Linked DNA regions of Hordeum vulgare: region 1 is linked to region 2. The links are chromatin contacts, called in public Hi-C maps. All regions are on one chromosome and are shown on one strand. Each heading gives the region's core, a stretch centred on a gene start, on an enhancer-like site or on the middle of the called end of the contact. The rest is flanking DNA. Distances are from core to core; before and after follow the strand shown. Region 1 holds the start of LOC123442103 (DUF21 domain-containing protein At4g14240-like). Region 2 holds the start of LOC123442069.

Region 1 (7,357 bases), core at 1,968-4,467, 340 kb before region 2:
CCTTAACCATCTTTGATCAACGAGCTAGTCAACTAGAGGTTCACTAGGGACATTGTTTTGTCTATATATCCACACATGTATTTGTGTTTCCATTCAATACAATTATAGGATGGATAATAAACGATTATCTTGAAACACGAAATATAATAATAACTATTTTATTATTGCCTCTAGGACATATTTCCAAAAAGATGTGTTCTTTATAAGATTTGATGGTTTTTAGGTGGTTGCATGGTGTTGCGCCTCCAGTCCTAGCTATGTTCGGACTTTCGCATTATCTTAACTCCCATCAGCTCCTCCTCTCGGTTTGATTAGCCTCCCCATACGCCCCCACTGCCAATCCATGGTTTCAATAGGTTTGTGAGACTTCAAGATTTACAAATGTGGCTTTAATTGAGGTGAGTGCCTACACCTGTGGATCCGATCACACCATTTTTTCTCAGATTTTGTCTAATTTGCATCTCATATTTCTCTTTTGGCTACTTCTTGCCTCTGCTACATCTTTGGATTTTTGTTTGGGTATTTTGGTTGGTTGTTGAGCATTTGTTCCTTGAATTTTAGCTGTCCACTTTCCTTATCTTCCCCTTCTTTATTTTCTCTTTGGATGGTTTTCTCCTCATTGATATTGTATGATTATGTGATGTTTCGCAAGTACTGATCTTGGTGTCAATTCCTACCTAATCCATCGGATAAGACTTCGGTTGGTCACATTTTCTTGGCTCTTCACGTATGTGTGCTAGCACTTCATTAAGGGTTTAGATGACCATGCACATGGTACATCTTCTCCTTTCTCTTTTCTCTCCATGTCCTTCTTAATTTGCTTGTGCAGTGACTGTCGAATTTGGACACTAGTGATTTGTTTGTGCAGTCTATTGGGGATATACCCCATGGCGTACCCGCCTAGGGGATGACCCGGCCTTTCAAGTTTGGCCCAAGAACAAGATTCATATGAGGCATGAGGCCCGGGGGGCGGCTCATCCTGAAGGCCGGGTTATCGAAGATCACCTGGCGGGTCGTCTCATTGTAGAAGACGTAAGAAGCTTTCCCTACGTAGATGACAAGATGAGTAGGAGTTGGACTAGGTCACGAGCCGCAATACGACCCGGACTCTGTTGTAATCTCAAGACCTCAACCTATATAGAAAGGGGAGCCGTGAGGTGAAAATGACAAGTGAGGAATCTTCAAGAGCTGGGCTAGCGATTCTGAACCCTTGTAATCGAGTTCATCATCAATAACACCAAACGTATGGCGTATGCTTTTACCTCCATTGGAGTGACCGAACCTGGGTAAAGGTTTAGGGTTAGCATTTAGGATTTTTAAGGTTTAGGACCCTTGTCTCTCGTTCCCGATCAACATAACAAAGAACCCAAAGCATATGTATCCTACTACAAGGATAGTCTTAGAACCGAAAAGAGGTTGCTCAGAAGAGATAAACGTATCCCAACCTTTATTGCTATTGCGCAAAGACCTTTTTTATGCCGCCTGAGTGCTCTCCAGCTCTGCCTCTGTAACCTCCTCCTCCAGAGACCCGACAAGCGCACATGTCCACCTCCACATCGCTGCCAAACAATTAATCGTCCATGTTGTTCAGCCCACCAAGCTTGGCATCGACAGTAGGGGAGGAGTTGTGCCCTTCTTGGGACCATAGCGAAGGCAACTTCCCGTGCACTACTCTTCCTCGCTGCCATCGTTGGGTGCGGACTCGGTGTTGTCCTCCTCCTCGTCGTAGGTCTCACCGAAACACGATACACCCTGCTCCTCCTCGTCGTCCTTGGCCGTGGCTGCTACCTCCGCCACCTGCTGTCGGTACCGCCAGCGGGTGAGGCGAATCACTCGAGCAAAGCTGTAGGACTCTAGGAGCGCCTCCTCCTCTGCCAAGTCCGCATCGAGCACGACTGCCCTACCGACACCGAGCTATTCCTCTGTCTACATGTGCTTTTGGAGGAGGTGGTGGTTGTAGGCGGCGTCGACCTGCGCCTTCCGGAACCTCTCCTTCCGCACCATGTCCATGTAAATGACACGAGCCTCGCCGATGGTCATGGTGCAGTGCACTGACGAGGGAGGCACGATGGAGGAGGAAGAGGAGGATAGCGTCGGGTCATCGTCGATCGCGTCCTCCATTGGGGGTATCGACATCCTTCGATTGCCTGCTGGCCCGCCAACGGGCATCAATGCCGTCCGTCTCCTTCTTCTGCTCCGACGTCATCCCGTTCGAGAGAGCTTTGATGGAGAGGAATCCATTGTGAGATCAGTGTGCAGAGAGGGATCGGAGACTCATGACTGCGGCTATGACCGGGGAGCGGTTTATATAGCAATTGCAGGCGGCAGACGGACGGACGGGTGGCATCGAAGGAGATGCCTCGGCAACCGCGTGCCATCAATGTGGACGGGAGATGGACGGACGAGCGGCCGTCGTGTCATTTGAATGCGCAGCAGTCGCCTGCACCGGGAAGCGATGCAGGCAACGCTGTCTTGACCAACGCACCGCTTCAATGCCGACGCTAGTGAGAGGTCACGTACGCTCTCGTCGGATATGAATGCGGGCACTGACGCTCTGAAGCGATGCTGGCCGTTTCACGCGAGAGGGAGGAGATATTTTTGATGGACCAGAATGGTCAAAATCGAGCGAAGTGGCAGTTCGGAATCTCGCAAACCTCCGCACATTTGTCTTTGATTTACAGAAAAATCATGTCCAAACCGCTTTACGGATCAATACAGGATCGTTTTTGATAACTTTCGCGGTCCGGGCTGCCCGGTCCGGACCCTTAATAAAGGTTTGAGGGTCTACGCCGGAGATGCCGTGAGGATTATATATGTACCTTCCAAAGTTTGACAATGTTTTCTTCATGGTAGAATATCCCACCAATTGAATCGGCGTATGGATGCGAATATCGCAATCACAATCACATCAAATTTGGTCATCGTGAAGCCCTCTTTCTCATACCGTTATGCCTTGCGAGCACAAATGCTCGATCTAGTACCGCCACGTACACAGCCACCGCCAATTCTTCCAGTCCACGGTCCAAAACGCCGAAGACGTGCACCGCTCGGCCGCAGCGGGGACAGGTGGCCCCGCGGTCCTTTCGTCAGCCGTCCGATCGACGGCCACATCCACGCCTCGCGGCGCATCCAACGGCCCCTGCGCCTCGCCTCGCCCCGCTCCTGGAGTCCTAGTGATCTTGTCGCCTTCCTCTCGCCCACATCCTTATACGGTGCCAGCGCTTGTCAGGCTGTGGGGCTTTGGCTCTGGCACATCGGAGCGGCGGAGGCGCGATGGCGGCGGTGGCCGGAGCGGGGAGGGCGAGAGGGGCGAGCCTGGCGGCGGCGGTGCGGGCCGTCGCGGCGACGGCGCGTCCGGCGTCGAGCGCCGCGGCGGCGGCGGGGGTGAGCGTGGCGGCGGCGATCCTCAAGGGGAATGACACGCCATTCGGGTCGGTCGGGTGGTGGGCGTACGCCGGCATCTCCTGCTTCCTGGTGCTCTTCGCCGGGATCATGTCGGGGCTCACCCTCGGGCTCATGTCGCTCGGCCTCGTCGAGCTCGAGATCCTCCAGCGCAGCGGCACCGACTCCGAGAAGGCGCAGGCTGGTCCGATCCGAACCCCTAACTTTTCGCGTCACCCCCTCTTTTTTTTTTCTTTTTTTTTTTGCAATTTCATCCTCCCCTCGTTGTGCTCGATCTGTTTGCCGTTTGAGGAGTGATGTTTAAGAGGAATCGTACTATGTTACATTTGGGGGATTGCGACTATCGTTACTGAATGGCTAAAAATTAGAGTTAATGCTGTCGTTTTTGTTACTAATCGGAAGAATTTAAAGGTTACGACTATGTCCATGTGCTAAATCATCTAGCAGTAAAATTTTCTGTTCTGACAGTAAAAATTACGTTACTAATGCCGACATGTTTCTAAAAGTGTTGTGGTAGGGAAGTAGAACAAACAAAAAGGAAGCAAGGAATTGGGGAAATGGGAAAAAGGGGTGTGGGGGATTTGGCTTTTTGTAAGACCCACCTCTTACGTGGGAAGATATGAAATGATCAGAGGATACTTTAGTCGACTGGGAATTGGAAGTATCATGTACCCCTGTCCCAAATTAGTTCTAGATACATCGGTATCTAGTCTAGACAAATCTAAGACAACCAATTCGGGACTGAGGGAGTAGTAGATATTGTAAAGATGTCCACTCTAGTGCTTCTTTGATCCCCTACATTTGTGTATGCAGGATTGCAGGTATCACATAACTATGGCTTTTCAGCACGTAATATATGCCGTAACTTTTGGTGTTTTTGTTTATCCTTCTGAGAAGCTGTAAATTGTTATAATCTGTCATGAGACATTACGAAACCTCAGATCTGTAGGTGGTAGGAATTTTCAATTGAATCAACAAAGGAGTGAGATACTGCTTATCAAGTGTTACTGTTAAGTGTCACCTCTTTTAGCATGTCTTATTTAATGTGTGCCTCTACACTGATGCTGCTATTACTTTTCCTCTTTTGAAAATCTGTAATTCAATATTCAATTGATTGTTTTGTTGTTGTTCATATTTTAGTTACTTGCGTGTTTTGTTTGCTGCAGCTACTATCCTTCCAGTTGTTCAAAAGCAGCACCAGCTTCTTGTCACCCTGCTACTGTGTAATGCTGTTGCCATGGAGGTACAAAGTTTTGTTGCATTTTTTATGATTTATCGCACTATATTGCACTTCCATCAGTACATTTGTGCAAACATAATATTGTCTATCTTTCAAGTTTCTAACTACAATGCTGATGATCATATATTGGTAAACATGCTAAGATATGGTCTACTCCAGACAAATGAGTTCAAAGACCAAGGTGTAATAATATTTACGCTACTGATGCCCAGTGATTCCAATCCGCAACTTGGGTGCTCATCAGAATCCACACATCATTTTAGTTTAGTTTTACTATTAAAATGCAAAAGCGGTTTTAGTTCTATTTAATGCCATGGATAAGTTTTGGTGAGATTGACTGTCATGCTTATTGCATCCTTTGTAGATGTACTCACGAAGTGGACAGTGCTATCGTCTTTTTCATTTACGTTAGAATTGATGTGCAACTGTCTATTTCATTTTACGTGAAAGAGGATTGGTTTTGCAAATTGGAAGTGCATGTTATGAGATAAAACATGCAGTAAGTACAATATACTGGAGTGCTGACTGCTAACTGGCTTCATAACTCACAAGTCATAATATATTGTCATAGGCATCCTTGTACTGGTTATATTGTTTTTCCAGATATGCACGAAGGATCTTCTGCACTCATCAATTTACATTTGCAAACCTTATTGTGTAGTTCTTTCTCCCAGTATAGTTGACATGCATGTGCATTACTTGTTCCCACCATCCGCTTTATTTCATAATCATACAGCCATTGTAAATAGAGAATGCATTCTCTGGTACCTTTTGCATGACGCTTTGTTTTAGCTAGTAATTTTTCCATTTGTGCCTGTGGCCTTTGCAGGCTCTTCCTATATTCCTTGACAGGATTTTTCATCCTGTTGTCGCTGTCGTCTTGTCAGTGACATTTGTTCTTGCTTTTGGAGAGGTACTGCATTCCAAACATTATTAGTATTTCCTCTACAATGCCAAGTATGGTCTGATTGATTCACTATTTTGGCACCAGGTTATACCACAAGCAATCTGTACTAGGTATGGGTTGGCGGTGGGTGCTAACTTTGTATGGCTTGTACGTATCCTCATGGTCATGTGCTATCCTATTGCTTACCCTATTGGGAAGGTAAATAAGTCTATATGGCCTTTTCAAGTTTGGTGCCCTGAATTAGTTGCATAGAATCTATGGTTTTGAAATCCCATGAGTTAGATTATAGGCTTATGCTCGATTTGGTCCCAGAATTGATACAAAGTGGTATTTTGTTTACACTATCCTAATTGGAGATTCTGGTAGTTAATGTTCAAGTCATTTCTTGTTTTTTTGCTTTAGCCCTTGTAGCTATTGTATGTTCGTATGCTTTTCTTCACAAATATTTAGTAGCCTCGCAATAATTAATTTTAGTAATTATTCCCTGTCATATGTTGAAAGCAGTGCTGCTAGATGTCTCAGAGAATGGAAGAACGGCTACTAGAAATTGTAAATATAGTTCATAATTGGAGTCCCATCTGGCTACAAAAACTAGTACTAAAAGCATTGAAATTTAAACTTAGTTTTGGTTCTGTACTAAGTACATTGCAATGGATGGTTTCAAAAGGGTGCGTTTATTTACGATTTTCCAGATATTTGTCTAGATTATGAAGTCCACATGTGTTCTTGGGATTGGTTCAATAATCTTAGTTCTTCTTTTTTAAAATCAAAAATTGATATCGGTTCTTCATCAGTGACTTAATTTTTCCGGAACAATCAACAATTTTCTGCGTGTGTTAACACTTAAGATGAAATCATCAATGAAATAACTCTGGTAACATCTAAGCCGACCACATTCGAATTCACTTATAAAAAGGACAGACCCAGTGCATAGAACCTCCCACACAAGGTGGGGTCTGGGGAGGGATTATAGGAACCTAGTCTTACCCCTGCTACAGTGTGGATGTGCGTTTTTTTTATTGGCTGCCATTTTTACCTGATAAGCCTGTCTTGCAAAGCACAGCTTAAGAAAATGGTACTCCCTCCGAAAATAAATGTCAGACTTTTTACACCACTACTTTAGTGATCTAAAACGTCTTATATTTGTTTACGGAGGGAGTAGCAGGTGATATGTCTGTGAGTCAGTAAAAGGGTCTAACCGGAGTCCAAGTTGGGTTCAGATTAGAGTCCAAATCCGATTGTAATCAAGCAGTATTAGTAAAGGAAGTGAGGGTTCTGGCACTCCTATGGTACAACACAAAATTATTGCTATAGACTCCCAACACCCTCACAGACTTGACCCTTATTCCCTTGAGGATTTATATTTGACACATCATATCAGCTTAAGAGTAGGTTAATCAATGTCCTTTGTTGTAGCTGTATTGAAGCTTCTATTCACATGAGCAATGCACTATTACTTAATGTATCGTGTAAAGTTCCTGTGAACATTTAATGTCTTATACTACAATTCAGTTCAGAATTTTGATGCAAGTTTTGACATGTTAAAGGGATCATGGGAGTTTGATTGCAGATCCATATTTTCTTACTCCCTCTGTTCACAAATATAAGATCTTCTAACTTTTTTTCTGAATCGGATGTATATAGACATGCTTTAGTGTGTTTGTTCACTCATTTCAGTCCGTACGTATTCCATATTGATATCCAAAACATCTTATATTTGTGAACGGAGGGACTAGCTTTTAGTAAAAACTAATTTGATTACAAACCTAGAATAGGTATGCAAATGTTTGAACTGGAAAATAGTATGT
Region 2 (7,719 bases), core at 1,710-4,209:
GGGGGAGGAGGCAGGCAGGCAGTACCCTAAAATACTACTCACCCCTCCAGCTTATTATTGGTGTGGTGTGCCCTCCCCTGCATGCATCCCCAGGGCTCCCATTACACATTTAACTAACCCTGGGAGCATCAATGGCTTATTTACTGTACCATAGTAGTAGTATAACAGTAGTAGTAGTAGTAATACACAATTAAGCATATTAATTTAATTAATCCAATCCCCATTTGAGAACTCAGCACTGCATCTGGAGCTACGTACTTAATTAGTCGGCCATTTTTTTCTTGTTTTTGGAGTGCATTTTTAGAGCAGGTTCTTTCTCTTGACGGGCGCGTCGGCCTGCGCCTGCGCCTGCGCCTTGGCCTTGTGCACGGCGGCCTTGGAGCCGCTCCAGTTCCTGCCCTTCCTCTTGGGGTGCGCGGAGCCGGGCGTGGACCGGGGGATGAAGACACCGGTGCCCTTGCTGCCGCACTGCTGCTGCTGAGGCTGTTGTTGCTGCCACGTTCTCCCGGCGTCGCCGGCGCTGTTGTTGGCGCCGTAGCTGGCGGCGTGGTGGAACAACGTGTAGGCCGGTGGCGCCAACATCGACGGCACATGGGGCGCCATAGACGACATGGAGAAACCCTGGACGATTCCGAATCAAAAATCGCTAGCTGTTAGTGTCGAGGCGGGCTGTCGAGTGCACATGATGTGATGCGATGGGATCATGCCATCGTGCATGCATGTAGTATGCTCAAGCTTTATTACTAACTTATACACACTTATTAAAACAAGATTACTACTAAGAAAAATCCGGTGGCCCATAGGAGTAGGAGGCAGCAACTAGCTCTGTTGGTACAAATAACTCATGCCGACTTGCGTGCATGCAACGCTACTCGATCTTGTCACATAGTAGTACCAAGATAAATAAAGGAACACATGATATAGAAAATAAAGGAAAGGAGAGGAAACAGCAAACATGCAGTACGAGTCGCGTGATGAGCGGTTTGTGTGCAAGCAACACAGATAGATTCGAGGCTAAGCAAAAGTCCAAGCAACATCGATCGATCACTTGGTCGTATGCAAGATGATAAGTGTCCGGACGATCGACGCCACTCCTATCTTTTTTCCTATAGTTAAAAACAACTGATTCTTCGTCAATCATGCACGCAGGGTGAGCAATGACTGCGCTACTACTAATTAGCACCATCTACGTACGTGCGACGGTAACTAATAAACCGATTAACTAACCAGTGGAGGTTAAAAGTAGTACTAGAGTACAGTAATCTTTGGAGCGGTAAATTACGTAGCAACTACGCACCGCATGTTGGCGCCAAGCGCGAGAGAGGGACATGCGCAGGTGGCGAGGACGCGGATCGTCTACAGCCATGTGTACGTGGGGCTCCGTTGGGAGGGCGTACCTTGCAAGCTTCTACTTCAGGAATGGCTAATGAGAGGGACATATGTTTCTTTCTCTCTCTGTGGCTCTCAACACGAATGAAAATATCACTAACTGTTAAGTGCACAGCACATCAGGGGCTGACCCTTTCCTTAGCCCTAGCTAAGCATCCGGGTTAGTTAGTAGAGCAGACGAGTTGGTCTCTACTTGTCCCATTTCTGCTCTCACCGGGAAAAGCACTGCCGCTGATGCCAAGCTCACTTGACACTTAGAGGACAGCGCTGCTCATACGACTCTTTCAGAATTTCGGCGGAATTAAATGCGATCCAATCCAAGCAAAGCAGGTTCTTTATGATATTAGGCCTAAAAAAAGGCTTAGTCCGCCGTGGCAGAAGGCCCCACCGCGGAGCAGGATTTGGCAATGGCAACTTGGGAAAAAATGGTCAATTTCACAGAAAAGGTGCTTGTATCCTCTCCTCTCACCGACTGACGTGCGCACGAAAGGTACGTACATGTAACTCCTGGCTGGCTGGCTGGCTGGCTGGTGCTTATCCATCAAAAAATTCTGCGCGTAAACAAAAGGGAAATTCTGCGCGTACGCTCATGCAACTGGGCAAGCGACAGGTAGCCACTCGATCCCTCCCTGGATCCACGCCGCGACCATCTCAATCAATCAGTTTTTAACTCACCACTTAACTCGCGGCGGGCGGTGTAAGAAGAGGCCTGCGCACATGGCTGACTTTAATTAGGATGCTGCTAATTACTGCTCCCTTCTTCCGGAATTACTACTACTTGTCATGAAAAATGGAGTAACAGTGAGACAAGGCTGTTGCTTATACCAAGTGAAGAACTCTTGGCATGGAGACCACGAAGAACGAGGGACGAACATGCATAAGTCGCCTTGTCTTCTTCACTTACTTGTAATCAGGGGAGGGGAGGGCAACAGGAAAGCATGGTTTGGTGTGATTTGATTTGGTCGTGCGCGGGCGCAACCATGTCATGTCATGTGGTCGTGCTAGCCGCAACTACCAGGTAGGAGTACGTACTACCAAGTTAGCAGTACCACCACCACCACCACCACCACCAACTAACTACCAATCGAGGAGAGCCAGCTGCAAGAACCTAACAGAAGCACAGCTAACTAAAAACGATGGATGGTTCGATCGATCGAGCGAGCGAGCGAGCTCACACACGGCATGCATGTAGATGGAGAAATGGCAAGGCAGAGCAGTAGGCTATGAAAGCAGGAAGTAAAGGAGATGGGGAAGGGCGGCGGCGGCGGCTCACCGGTGGGAGGTGGACGGCGGCGGGGAACTGCGCGGAGCCGAAGTCGGCCTCGTCGTCGTCGGTGATGAGGAGCGAAATCCGCTTGCTGAGCTCCGCGAAGAAGACGTCGTCGTCCAGCTGCATCTCCACCTCCATCTTCCTCCTCCTCTTGGAGCTGTCGCGTGCCGACCTTGCTCGCCGGAGCTGGAGCGGTTGCTTAACAGGCAAGGACGGACGGAGCAGCAGACAGCAGTAGCAGGGAAAACAGAGGGATCGTTGTGCCGCCGAGCTCGGCCGCGGGGGGGCGCTTTAATAAGATTTTTGAGGGCAGGGGGGTGGGGTGGGGCCGGTGGAGCAGTTGGCCAATCCCTGGTTGGAAAGGTCGTGGGTCCCACGAATGTGCGGGCGCCTGCCGCACATACAATCTGGTCTCTGCGGTGAGGTGCGCCCCCACATCATCGCCGGAGGCACAGGGCGGGCCCGCACGTCAGCAAGTGGAGCCCTCTTTGTTTCACTACTAGTACAACCCGAAAGGGAAAAAGGAAAAGCCGGGTCTGCTCCGGGCAGGAATTGCGGAGGGATGGAGGGTAGCTGGGAGTGCGAGCGAGGCTATCACGGTGACGATGAGCTACTCGATCCTCCCCCCTATCCGTTTCCGTTTCTGTTTCTGGTCAGGCAGACAGGGACGATGGATGGTTGGGTTGGGTGGGTTGGATGGACGGCGCTCAGCGAGCTCGAGCCGTTCCGTTCTGTCCATCGATCGCGCCTTCATTCCGTTCGTTGTCCAACGAAACGCCGAATCCGTCCGCACAGTGTTTTCTATCGGATTGGATCGTCGGAATCCAGGAAGTCGAGTCCGGATCCGGCGACCACGCCAGGGCTCCTGCGAGCCTACGGGCGTGAGAGAAAGTGACGGGTTATTATTATTAATTATAGTAAACGCGGCGTTATCTATCTATCCATCCGTCTGCTGCTCCTGGACTGGACTGGACCGGATGGAAATGGGAATGGGAATGGGAATGGAGGAGAGGATGAGGAGGCTCCGGCGCCGGGCTGGCCACCGAGGCCACATCGCGAAATCCGCGGTCGAGTTCCTCATCACGACGCCGTGCACCGCCGCACCGCATCGTCCGCTGGCTTTGCCTGCCCACATGGCCGCCAGGGTGGGGGTGGTGCCGCCCGTCCTCTTCAGCCTGTCAGCCCGTCCCCGGACGCCGGGACCCACCCACTTTCCTTTCCTTTCCTTTCCTTTCCTTTATGTGCACCTGCGAAGTGCGGACGAATGAATGAATGACCGCATCCGCATCCGCATCTGCATCAGCAGGCTGTACCGTGATTTGATGAGCCGGGCTGATCCAAACACACCACGATTCCCGAAAGGCTGGCCATGTCGCACACCCTCCCTTCCCCCTCTCTCTCTCTCTCACTAAACAAGGCATTTAAGTACTAAGTACGCCGCCAAATCGCATTTAGGTGCGCGCTGGTGCCGGCCTGCAATAGTACGTACGTACTGCTGTTTCTGCGGCCGAGGTGGTGATTGGTGGTGGTAATCATCATAGGAGGAGATGAGAGGGAGATGAGAGAGAGATCCATATCAGGGGCCTACAGTGCGGCAACAGTGGTTCGCATCATGGGGCAGGACAGGGGGGCTCCCGGGTTGGCCGCTGCCCCTCGGTTCCTATCCGAAACCCCCGGGGGATTGGATCGGATCGGATTGGACTGCACGAACCACCCAACCGGCGCCGATCAAAGGCCCCGGGCGCTCCACGTCGCTGAGACTGGGCAGGATGGGCGCGGCCGCCCGAGGCCACTCGCTTGCTGCTATACGCATTCTGTTTCCATGTGCACGTTACGTTAACCTCCCTTCCCTCTTCAGTTTTGGGGGAGGGCGCGTACGTACGGCCACGGGAGTACGGCGAGCCGTTTTTGGACGGGAGGGAGGGAGGGGGGGGCGAGCCAACGACTGGTGATGCCGCGCGCGTGCGCTTGTGTGGCTGCCGTGACCGCCGCCGACGTAGGCTCGCACGGCGCCACGGCCTTGGGATTGGATGTTTGCGCGCTGGCGGCTCGTGTTGCAGCGCCGCCGCGGGGTGCCGACGGGCGACAAGTAGAGGCAGCTGTGCACGTTGTGCAGGCTGTCAGTGGCGAGCCACCAGCTTGGGCCAACGTGCGCGGGCTTGCGACCTGGCTGGCACTATCCGGCAAGTAGCAGCAGCACTGTACTGTATCTGTATGTGGTGCTGCCTACCTGCAGTAACGGTGCGCACGGTGCCGCCCATGCATGAGCGGTCGGCAGACTAGACTTCCTTCAGATTGATTCCATGCCTAGGAGAGCGGTAGAGTTTCCCAGGTATTTTTGTCGGCACCAAGGTTTTGCGACAAGGCGATGGGCGCTGCAAATTTCTAGTTTCTCTCCGAGTCTCTTGAACCTCTTTCCACTGTTGGTTACGATTCTCACAGTGGGAGGAAACGGAGCGAAATATCGTCAGAGACGGCGATGCGTCAGGTCTTGAGTCCACCACAGGATTCACAGGCAGCGGATACATCATAATGATCTCGGTCATCAATCTCGCCATCAGCGAACTGAGCATCTCCAGGATAAATAAAAGTGCATGTCCTTTCTTCTCAAAACAGGTTGTGCCTCACACAAATACTAGCAGCAACCAAATATGTACACGGATTCACAAGCTTAGACGCTTTTTACATGTTTGGGTATGCCCAATATCGGCCACGGCTTTACAGTTGTACTGTACAATTCATATTCGCCATTCTCCAAAGACTCTGCCCGCTAACCAGAAACAAAAAGAAACTTCGGGGGCTGATCAAGCCCCATACACCATCACTTCAGCTTTTATTCACACATCCTCGACATGTGGAGCAAGCTGTCAAGCAGAAACAAACACCATTACACATTGTATAAGAAAGAAAACTAAAATTAAATGGATATAATCTTTTCAGACGCTTCATATTCGCTTGATGTCTCTACGATTGTGACATAGCCACACACTTTTGGTTTCTTGGACTACAACTTTGGTGTACCAATATAGGTAGGGAATGCAAAATGATGCTACAACTTGGACCGTACAAAGTTACAGAGGGAGCATTTGCTTCCTCAAGATTCATTTTGGCTGCCCTTCTGGCCCTGCTAACTGGCACAGTAAAAGATCCACCACTCCTAATATGCAGTTTCGAGTTCAGATCCACCAAATTAAAGGAAACAAAGGTATTTCCTTGCAGTGAAACAATGTTGTATGCACAAAAAGGTGAGCAAAAACTTCGACTGAGTAAAGAATTTTCATGCAGTTGTACCCACTCAGGAAAGGACTCTAAATTCATAGCTTTGTATCAGCAAATGCAGCAATGCTGGACCTATAAGTTCGTATGTAAGACAACCCACCCAATTTGTTGAATTTTATATGAAGTGCTAACTGCCCGATGTAATTGCAGAATGCATAACACCTGAATTAAACCTGCATCTACTTAATGTGTATCATCATCTACTAAGTTGGCGTTCATGGCAAAACTGATGCACCAAATCAAGTCCATATAAAATGATCATAAAGCATTTAAGCTGGTTGAAGCCCCCGGCGGGCTTTACACATCTTTCACCACATTAATCTCTAAAGTAGGGCCCTGACACTAAGCAGCGAACTATGCCTTTGTTCCATGGCTAACTAGAACAGGGTACACATGGATTGCAGTATGCCATACATATTGGGAGAAACTTAGCCAGAGCAAGTGTAGTGCATTACATAACTATAAAGTTAACACCAAACAGAGAAGATGTACAATGTTGAAAATTAACTCAATAGAAGGCATGTTACAAAACTTTGACAAGGGTTGGTTTCGATGAACCATGTCCTAGCTAATACTATATTTAGAGAACTACCAGAAACATTAAACACACATAGTTCAAGCGTCAATATTAATTACTACTCCCTCCGTCCGGAAATATTTGTCGAAAAAATGAATGTATCTAGACGTATTTTAGTTCTAGATACATCCATTTTTATCCATTTCTTTGACAAGTATTTCCGGACGGAGGGAGTAGATCGCAACCATCAACACAACTATACACTTTGAAGACTGATACATACTATTTAGAAATATATGGACAATAAACGACAGGATGCAGCAACAACCGTACCAGCATAGTCTTCCTTATGGCTCAGCACTCCTCACTTTGATCTCCATTAGTTTCTCAACAGGCTGTCTGCATATGGGGCATTTATTTGACTGGAGCCTTAGAGCTTGTGCACATTCACTGCACATACACTGTACAACACAGGACCAATCAGATAACAACATTCAGTAATGTAAGTGAGGTCTGAGAAAGCAAAAGTAGAACTACAGGCTACAACGAATTATCTTACCAAATGCCTGCACGGAAAAACAGCAGTGTCCCTTGGCTCTGTCAAGCAGATAACACATTCTTTCCCCATGCCATCATCATCAGCATCAGGAACATCAGCTTCCGTGGAGTTGACAATCCCATATATTTCTTTCAGTTCATAGCGCACACCCTTAATCCACAATATTTGCTTGACAACTTTGACTTGAAGATCATCATTATGTTTCTCTATAACAGCAAGTGTAATTTGTGCCCGTGTGGAGTTTACTGTCTGATCACCTTCCTCTGGAGATGGTGAAGCTTCTGCATAAACTACCAGTGGGTATACTTCCTCTGAAGGATTTGAAAGCTCATCCAGAGAAAAGAATCCCAGATCAATACCAGACCCAGAGGGCTGGACATAATTTTGAGCCAATCCTTTTTGGAAAGGTATCTTTGTTGGTGTCTGCAGGTCTGGATACACTGAAGAAAAATTGCAGTCTTTTCCTTCCTTGGCAAAGTAATGTATAACTAAACTGCAATGCACAAAAATAAGTACAAAATATGGTCATTAAACGCTAACTTGAGCTGGAATATTAACCAGGCTTGGTTAGAGGTCAAAACGACCAGATACAATTTCACCTAGTAAAATGGATTTTATAACTAGCCAATATGCCATGTACCCATGCGAACTAATGTAATATGTTACACCTATGCTGCAGTAATTCAGAAAGAACTACAGTTGAGA

What was found. A called contact is a pair of places that touch in the nucleus more often than the background predicts.
Region 1: a contact with region 2 is called in a Hi-C map of seedling, with 2.8 times the contacts expected there. The contact joins the promoter of LOC123442103 here to the promoter of LOC123442069 in region 2. A contact is called at or near these places in 2 of 6 Hi-C or Micro-C datasets (leaf and seedling).

What each region holds. Positions count from the first base shown.
Region 1 is chr1H:421,687,774-421,695,130 of MorexV3_pseudomolecules_assembly, reverse strand. LOC123442103 (DUF21 domain-containing protein At4g14240-like) reads left to right here and starts at 3,217. Exons shown (of 13, transcript XM_045118207.1): 1 at 3,217-3,586; 2 at 4,569-4,645; 3 at 5,472-5,555; 4 at 5,634-5,747. The coding sequence starts at 3,274.
Region 2 is chr1H:421,346,617-421,354,335 of MorexV3_pseudomolecules_assembly, reverse strand. LOC123442069 reads right to left here and starts at 2,959. Exons shown (of 2, transcript XM_045118184.1): 1 at 2,663-2,959; 2 at 1-621. The coding sequence starts at 2,797. The coding sequence ends at 301. It overlaps LOC123442058 (probable E3 ubiquitin-protein ligase LUL4), which reads right to left. Exons shown (of 4, transcript XM_045118176.1): 2 at 7,015-7,507; 3 at 6,789-6,916; 4 at 5,241-5,523. The coding sequence ends at 6,803.